Regions from separate parts of the Sus scrofa genome. Here region 1 is linked to region 2. The links are chromatin contacts, called in public Hi-C maps. All regions are on one chromosome and are shown on one strand. The core of a region is the stretch at or near the end of the contact, and the rest is flanking DNA. Distances in the headings are between cores, read along the strand shown.

What was found. Hi-C and Micro-C count contacts between places; a contact is called where the count stands out from the background.
Region 1: a contact with region 2 is called in a Hi-C map of fetal skeletal muscle, with 4 times the contacts expected there. The contact joins the enhancer-like site here to the promoter of LOC102159784 in region 2. A contact is called at or near these places in 1 of 5 promoter capture datasets (fetal skeletal muscle), 2 of 47 Hi-C or Micro-C datasets (embryonic fibroblasts and fetal skeletal muscle) and 1 of 2 datasets of contacts at active chromatin or transcription factors (skeletal muscle).

The regions. Positions count from the first base shown.
Region 1 is chr8:100,068,651-100,072,184 of Sscrofa11.1, forward strand. No RefSeq gene overlaps it. Among named protein-coding and RNA genes, the nearest start is that of ANKRD50, 290 kb to the left of the region's middle. Within about 2 kb of position 1,776, at least 4 of the 83 cell types and tissues checked have an H3K27ac peak or open chromatin away from gene starts, as enhancers often do. A contact at or near this core is called in fetal skeletal muscle, where this site is marked.
Region 2 is chr8:99,781,925-99,785,880 of Sscrofa11.1, forward strand. LOC102159784 (atherin-like) reads right to left here and starts at 1,715. Exons shown (of 3, transcript XM_021100545.1): 1 at 1,665-1,715; 2 at 474-1,336. The coding sequence starts at 1,715. ANKRD50 (ankyrin repeat domain-containing protein 50) reads left to right here and starts at 873. Exons shown (of 5, transcript XM_021101614.1): 1 at 873-1,139; 2 at 2,478-3,575. The coding sequence starts at 3,064.

The sequences.
Region 1 (3,534 bases), core at 526-3,025, 290 kb after region 2:
CCATCTGGTTAACGGTTGCTCAATATTTGGTTGTAATTTTGTTGTTTTATGAGAGAAGTTGAGCTCCAGTCCTTCTATTCCCTGTTTTAATCCTGTCATTTATTTTAAATACTTAAAAAATTAGTAAGATTTTCTCCAAATTATAAATATCCAAATTTCTAGTCATTCCTAATAGTGTGTTTAGTGAGAAAAGAAACTTAGATGCTATTAATTACTGTATCAACTCAAATAACCTCTCCAATTTCTCAAAGAAGGGAAATACAAGCAAGGTTTTCAGTATATCCAGTAAGATAATTTCTTTCCTTCTTATCAAACAAAACCAAAAATTGCCAAAAGTTTTACCACTATATGTAATTTTTGTTAACATCTTGAAAAGCAATTATTCGAAATACACTAGATCAACCACAGTACTTCAACTGCTTTTATTAAACCTTATGTATCCCAGTCATCTAAGAGAACAGATTATGGGATAGGGTGTGGGAATCAAAAACAATCATCTAATAGTGAACAGGAAAAACATGTATGTTGTTGAATGTATGAAATTAAAAAAAAAAATCTCAAGTTCCTGAGTCAATAATTATTTCAGTTACATAGAAACAAAGAAAAAGTATTACAAGTTGAGCAAATTCCATTATTTTTTAAAAACATAAGCAAAGTTTGGTTGAAATCATAATCTATCTTATGCTGAAATGAGCCATTTGTAGTTTGTATTCAACATGTTAGTTATGACAGAGTGCACTTCATATTTGATATGAATTTAGCAAGTGAAAATTCCACCAGGCTATTCTGTCTGCTTATAACAGCTTTTACTTAGGCCAAATATGACTTTTTAAAAAGGAGTTATTGATGGTAGAAATTAACATCTAAGAATTATCTTTCTCCTTTTTCTCGAAATATGAAAATAATGATAGTTATTTGGGTTAAAGACTCTAAAGGAAGAAGAGTGTGACACATATAGGGCCCTAGAAGTTAGATAAAAAGCCTGCAGTTGTGCATGCTTTTTCATCCAACCTTCTCATTAGGTAACTAAAGGACAAAAATAAAACTGAATCAGAATTTTATATTGTTTGGTGTAAATTTCAATGATTTGAAATATAAGTTGAATTCAGAACCAACTCTTTTTAGTTCTTAGGGATAACAACTGAGTTCAAGAGCTCACAACAACTACAATGGGATAATTTTGGATATTTTTTTGAAATTTATTCATTCAGTTTGTTTCCTGGAATGAATACTGGTAGGATAAAACTTGGCTCTTTAATTTCTTATTAAAGAAGAATCAGAGATCCACTGAATTACTAAATCACTCATGCGTTTATTTAACTTGTTAATTTTTTTAACTCAACAATCAAACTGAGTACCTACTATGCAAACCCAACAGAAAACACTGAGAAAATTAAAATGTACACCTCTTGGTTCCTACTCTCAACAAAAAACTGACAAATTTTGAACATAGACTATAGCCACAGTCAATGTCAATATTGCTTTTTGTAGAATGAGGCAAAAACAGAAGATATTTTAGAACTTTTTTCTCTATTCAAATTAATAGTAAATAATAAAATTTATTAATTGCATGTGTTTCATATCTTGCTATAAAACACACAGAATCAAATTTTCCTAAAGCCTTCATAAGACATTATAAGCCTCTCCAATCTCCTCAGTGTGAAGTTAAGTCATTCTACTTCACAATAAATAACACAGAGAAAAGGCCAGTAAGAGAGGGGAGGGTATGGGAGATTGGTTTTGATTAGTCTGTGATGTGACGTGTCTGAAGAGTCTCTGAACCACAGAGACTAACTCTGCCTAACCCTTTCTACAGCTGCTGATAGAGGAAAGACTGGTGGAAAAGAGAGACAGAGCCAAAAACTTTCAGCATTTTTATTCCTATGATTTGTTGGACTGCTTCATTATTCCCCATGCTTTCTCTACACACAAACACACACACAGAGTAGTATTATAATATCATGCTACTGTTAAACCATATTTTTCTCTCATTTAAAATATAAATAAATGGTGTTAACATGCAAATTCTTCATATATTTCAAACTCTTGTTTTCATGTATGAAAGGCTTTTATTTAAAAGCTAATAATGCATTGTATTTTATAACTAAACATCAAAGTCTAGCACACTGCATTCTAATAATTAAGTCTAATCCATGGCGAAGGATCAAGAATAGCTAAGTCTGGAAGCCATTTTACCAGAGAAAAAATTTATTTGCAAGGGCAAAACACAAACGTCCAAGTACTCTGGAAGCCCAGTGGAAGGGCACCTAAACCCTGTCTTGGAGCTTCAGGGAAGGTTGTTCTTGTTTTTGTTTTTAATAGAAGTCACTGGATGAAATCAATCTTCAAAGAGCAGAGTAATCAGCTGGGCATTGTGGTGATAAGGTGACTGAGGTGGGAGTGTGAGGGAAAGATGGGGGCATTCGAGGCTGATTGACAGAATGAGAAAAGGTACATACATGAGAAAAACCACAGAGTGTGGGTAACTTTCATTTCCTGTAGATGTGAGAGCAGCCCTTGAGAAGCTGGAAAAGGAGGCTGGATGCTCCAACAGAGATATGAAACCTTATCCCACAGTGGCCATGCACAGCCACTGTCAGGCTTTTGTTTGGAGTGCTTTTTCTAGCAGCTGGGAGGCAGATGGATTCAGGGGTCAGGTCAGCTGGCACAGAGCCCAGCTGGGTGGCTGGGAACACTGGCCATTTGAGGAATGATGAGAAACTCTATAAGGATGGTGATAATAGGAAAAAGAGGGTTCAAGGCTGGAAAATGTTTAGAAATAAAACAGCCTGAGTTTAGAATGGGTGATTGGATTGGGGTGAAGGGAAAGTGAGGAAGAAGGAAGCAACAAGGAAGATGCCTTGACCTGCAGCATGAGTGACGCTGCTGCCTAGAAGAGAGTACAGCATGTGGGCAAAGCAAGTTTAAGGGAGAGCAAAGCTCACTTAGGGATTTGAACTCTCAATGTCTCACAATTTGCTGGAGCTAATGAATTCCATCTAAGACAAGTGTATTTTCCAAAGGTAAAGTTTAGCATAAACTTTCTTACCTGACATTGGAAGGTGATGTATATTTTGTAGAGACTTCAATTCAGGGTCGTCACTTCACTTAGGTGTTTAAAAATAAGAATTAAAGTCTAGGGGAAAAAGAGGAGGATATTTAAAATTGAATACAAAAGTTACCAAATCAGTATTTCATGTCATAATCAACCTCTCAAAAGCTTGACTATATAGGATGCTTCATGTATATTGGATGAACACATTTTTTCAGTTATAATAACACATTTACAAAGTTTTAGCCATGGGCTGAGTTCTACATGAATACTCACTCTATACTCACACAATCCTATGCGGTAGGCACTGCTAGTAGTCAAAAGTTACAGAGGGGGAAACTGAGGCCTGGAGTCACACACCACAAGTGACAAGGCTGGGCTCAATCTTGACAGTCCAACTCCCCAGTCTGTGTTTTTCGCCACCACATGAGGCTGCCTTTCTCACAATATGTGAAGGTCTTAATTTAGATGTTCACCTTGTC
Region 2 (3,956 bases), core at 465-2,964:
ACATTTTCTACCACATCAGTTGACAATGCTTTCCCAGCAGAAATTTGGAATTTGAGTAATCCAGGTCCACGTGAATGCAAAAAACTGGCTTGTCTAGTTCAAAAGTAACTGCCCTGTGGTCAGGTTCTCTAGGACAGTTCATCTGGTTCTGCATTCTGACCTCGACCATGGTTTTTTTTCCCCCTCTGCGGTCATCAATCCAAACATGATTGCTTACAACCACTATCCGGTGGAGACCCCATAACGCAGGTGGAAGCATCCTCCCATATCCCTATTTACTTTTATTTTTACAGCCTTCTTCCCAGTCCTTACTTGATTTTCTTAATCCCAGGCCGAAAAAGTAAAAGCATCACCGCAATTTAATAGATTGAAAGGGGACCCAGAAGACTGAGGAACAGGACGGACATCCAGTGGCCTTTGTGGACAAGAGGCTTAAGGGAGTGGCAAGGGGCAATTCTCCTAGCTCAACTGACCCTCTAAGCAGCGGTATGGCCCCCAAAGCAACGACTCTCTCAGGCCTGGAAGACAAAGGAAGGCTCACGGCCGAGTGGTGACGGGGTGGGTGGGGGCAGCGACTCGCGTGAGCTCGGGGACGTGAGAACGCAGCCCCCGCCCTCTTCCCGCCTCCATCCCTGAGACAGGCGGAGCCGCCGGGCCGCCCCCAGAAAGGTCTCCCGGCGGGGCAAGCAGCGAGTCCCAGGAGCCCGCACACGCCCAGGCACGGGCGACGGCGGGACTGCGCCGTGAGGGCGGAGCTGGGCGAGAGGGCGGAGCCGGCGGCCGAAGAAAGGCCGAGCGTCCGAGGGGGCGGGGCTTGCGCCGGGAGGGCGGGGCCGAAGGCGGGGAGGAGCCGGCCGGGTCCGGGGCTGCCTGAGACAGTCATTGCCCTGGCGGCGGCGGCGGCAGCGGCGGCGGTTGGCCAGTGGGGGTTGGGAGGAGCGCGGCCGAGGCTGCTGGGGCAGCTGGAAGTGGCAGTTGCCGGGGGCCAAGAGAGGCTCTGGACCCAGGAGCGTGCTCCGGGCCGGGCTGAGGAAGCGGCTGCAGCTGAGTCCGGGGAGCGCTGGCGGCGGCGGCTTCTCAGCGAAGCAAGTGCCTGAGGCTGAGAGTCCGCAGCGGCGGCGGCGGCGGCCGGGACCGAGGTAACCGAGGGGCGGCGGCGGCGCTGGAAGCGAGGCCCCACCCTCAGGTCGGAATCTCGGGGGCTGGGGTTGAGGCTCCGACCTGACCCACCCACCCTTTCCAGCCTTCGGCCGCAGACCCTATTTCTCCGGTGGCTCCGCTGTGGGCCGGGCCGGGGCGGGAGCGGCGCCCGGGGTGGGGGCGCGGAGTTGGACACCTATCGGAGGCGACCCCTTATCAAGGATTGGCGAGGACGTCGTGCACCCCCTCCCCCTTGAAAGGACACACCCCAGTCTCGAGGCGGGGCGGGGTGTCGAGGCGTTCCCAGCCTTCTGGAAGGAAGACCTCTGTGTGGAGGCTACACCTCCGTCCTTGGCCTCTACGAGGTGGCCCCCCTGTGGCTCCCTGGGGCTGCTGAACCCGAGGGAGGTTCCCGTCTTTGGGAATCCCGGAGTTCCTTTTGTCTATCAGCTGAAACTAGAGGCCGGAACTGTAGGCAAACACCCACCAGCCCCGAAGCCCTCTACTCCTTATCCCTTTCCTGCCTGGAAGGAATTCTCCCAGGCAGCCTTTTCTCCGGTCACAGTAGATTTCATTCCTTACCCCATCCGAAACCTTACTCTTTGGCGCAGAGGAAGGAAAGATTCACGTTGTATTGGTGTTTGGATTTATCATTCATGTAAACTCATCTCCCTCCTCCCCTCTTTTTTTCTTTTTAATCCATTTCCATCCAGCCGCAATCCTGATAATCATCTCCAAAATTTTGCGAACTATCAACAAAGAAGTGTGGCTGGTCAAGTAAATAGACCCCTTGATTGGCTGGTCTGTGCAAGTTAATAGAGCTTTTTTAACGGCGCTCTTCTACCAAGCTAGTCCCAAAGACCTTTCTGGCTAGTTAAGGATGTTACTGCATGTGAATAAAGTGTTCTTTTCTCCTTTCTCCAGCGAGATTTTAAAAATCTAGGGTAACTTGATTCAGATGTAGCCGTTTGGGAAGCCTAACTATAGAGAAAGGAAAATATAATTCTGGTTTTGGGTTAGTTGCCCAACTTTTTAAAAGTGCTAGAGATGAAGTGTATGGATTTTTGATATTAACTGGTAAATTGTATTCTTTGCTAAGTAGGCTTTTAGCCTGCGGTATTTTGCACTAAGATTTTTTTTGTATATTTTATTTGAGTGACTAGGGAATTACTGATTACCTGGATATCTTAAACCGAGGAACCTGTGGGCAGGTTAATCAAGAATCTATCTTAAAAAATTGCATTTAATGAATGCTTTGAATTAAGAAGGTGTTAACAGTGGTTTGTCATTTTTGCCACGTAAGAGACCATAATCTGAAACAGTTCTCTCCCTCGCAGTTGCCCATATTTCAGAAACTGGCAAGGTCTCATACTTGGAGTGACTGTCCTTCAACAAGAAGTGTAGCACTAACAATCTACTGTGTAAATTCAATCTCTTTGATAGCATTTACTATAATGGACACCTCTTCTGGATCCAATTTTCAGATACAAAGTTAACGCTTGAAATCTGGAGAAGCATTTTGTACAGATTGAAAGATTGGGCTTTCTCTTTAGTTTTCCAGATGTATTGTCTCATCTACATACTTGAAACATCCACAATCACTTAAACTCCACATGTAACCATGGAGTTACTCGACCCATCAAGATATAGGAAAAGTGTTGCCAAGGTTCGGAACCAGGCAGTTTTCCACCAGTTCCGCAATTAATATAAACTAATATATTCTCTGCTGATTATCAAGAATAAAGAGCCAAGTAAAGTCATGCACATTCTGTTGGCAGACGGACTCTGTGGCTGTTGAATTTTACTGTAACTGGTTATTACTGTGTCATTCAAAGTCAACTTAATGTGCAAGTTATGTCCTAATGGATGTAAAGACCTTGATGTATCCAGATTCTAGCAAATGTTGAAGATAAGAAACCTATTATGACTAATCCTTGGGAAGAGAAAGTCTGCAAAATGGCTCAAACGAGTTTACTACAGGGGAAGCAGTTTTACTGTAGGGAGTGGGTTTTCCACAAGCTTCAGCATTGCCTCCAGGAGAAAACTAACTGCTGCAACAGTGTTGTCAACACACAACCCCTAGTAATGAATTCTGGGAATAATGCTAGTGTTATCTCTGGAAAAGGAGCTGCTTGGGGTGTATTATTGGTAGGAGGGCCTGGCAGTGGCAAGACAGCCCTTTGCACTGAGCTCTTATGGCCAAGTTCACCTACAAGCTTGCAGAGAGGTTTACATCGCCAGGCTTTGGCTTTTCACTTCTGCAAAGCCCAGGATTCTGACACTTTGTGTGTTGGAGGGTTCATTAGAGGTCTGGTTGCCCAGATCTGCCGCAGCAGACTACTCCAAGGATATGAAGACAAGCTAAGGGATCCAGCAGTTCAAAGCCTCCTACAGCCCGGGGAATGTGAGAGAAACCCAGCTGAAGCATTTAAAAGGTAACTGTGAGAATGTCATGGTGTTCTGTTTCTATGCAAAGATTAAAGTTTTTTGTTTTTTTGTGTTTTTTTGATTTTTGACTTTGTGGGGTACTTTTACTACTGCTGGATATTTGCAGATAATCTGCTCACTTTGAATGCTGAAGGAAGTAAAATTTAAGCTTTGTATTGTGAGGATATCCATTAAACGTATGTCTTTTACTTGTTTAATAACAATGTGAAACAAGAAACTTAGTTTGAGAGGTGTGATTCTTGCAGACTTTGTAATGTGTAAGGGCTGTCCACTAAAACTCTGGCAAATAGGGCAAATCTGCTATTAGCTATCAAAATCAGGGTTAGAACTGTTGTATCATTCCTAAATTAAGGAGGAAATTTTTCAGG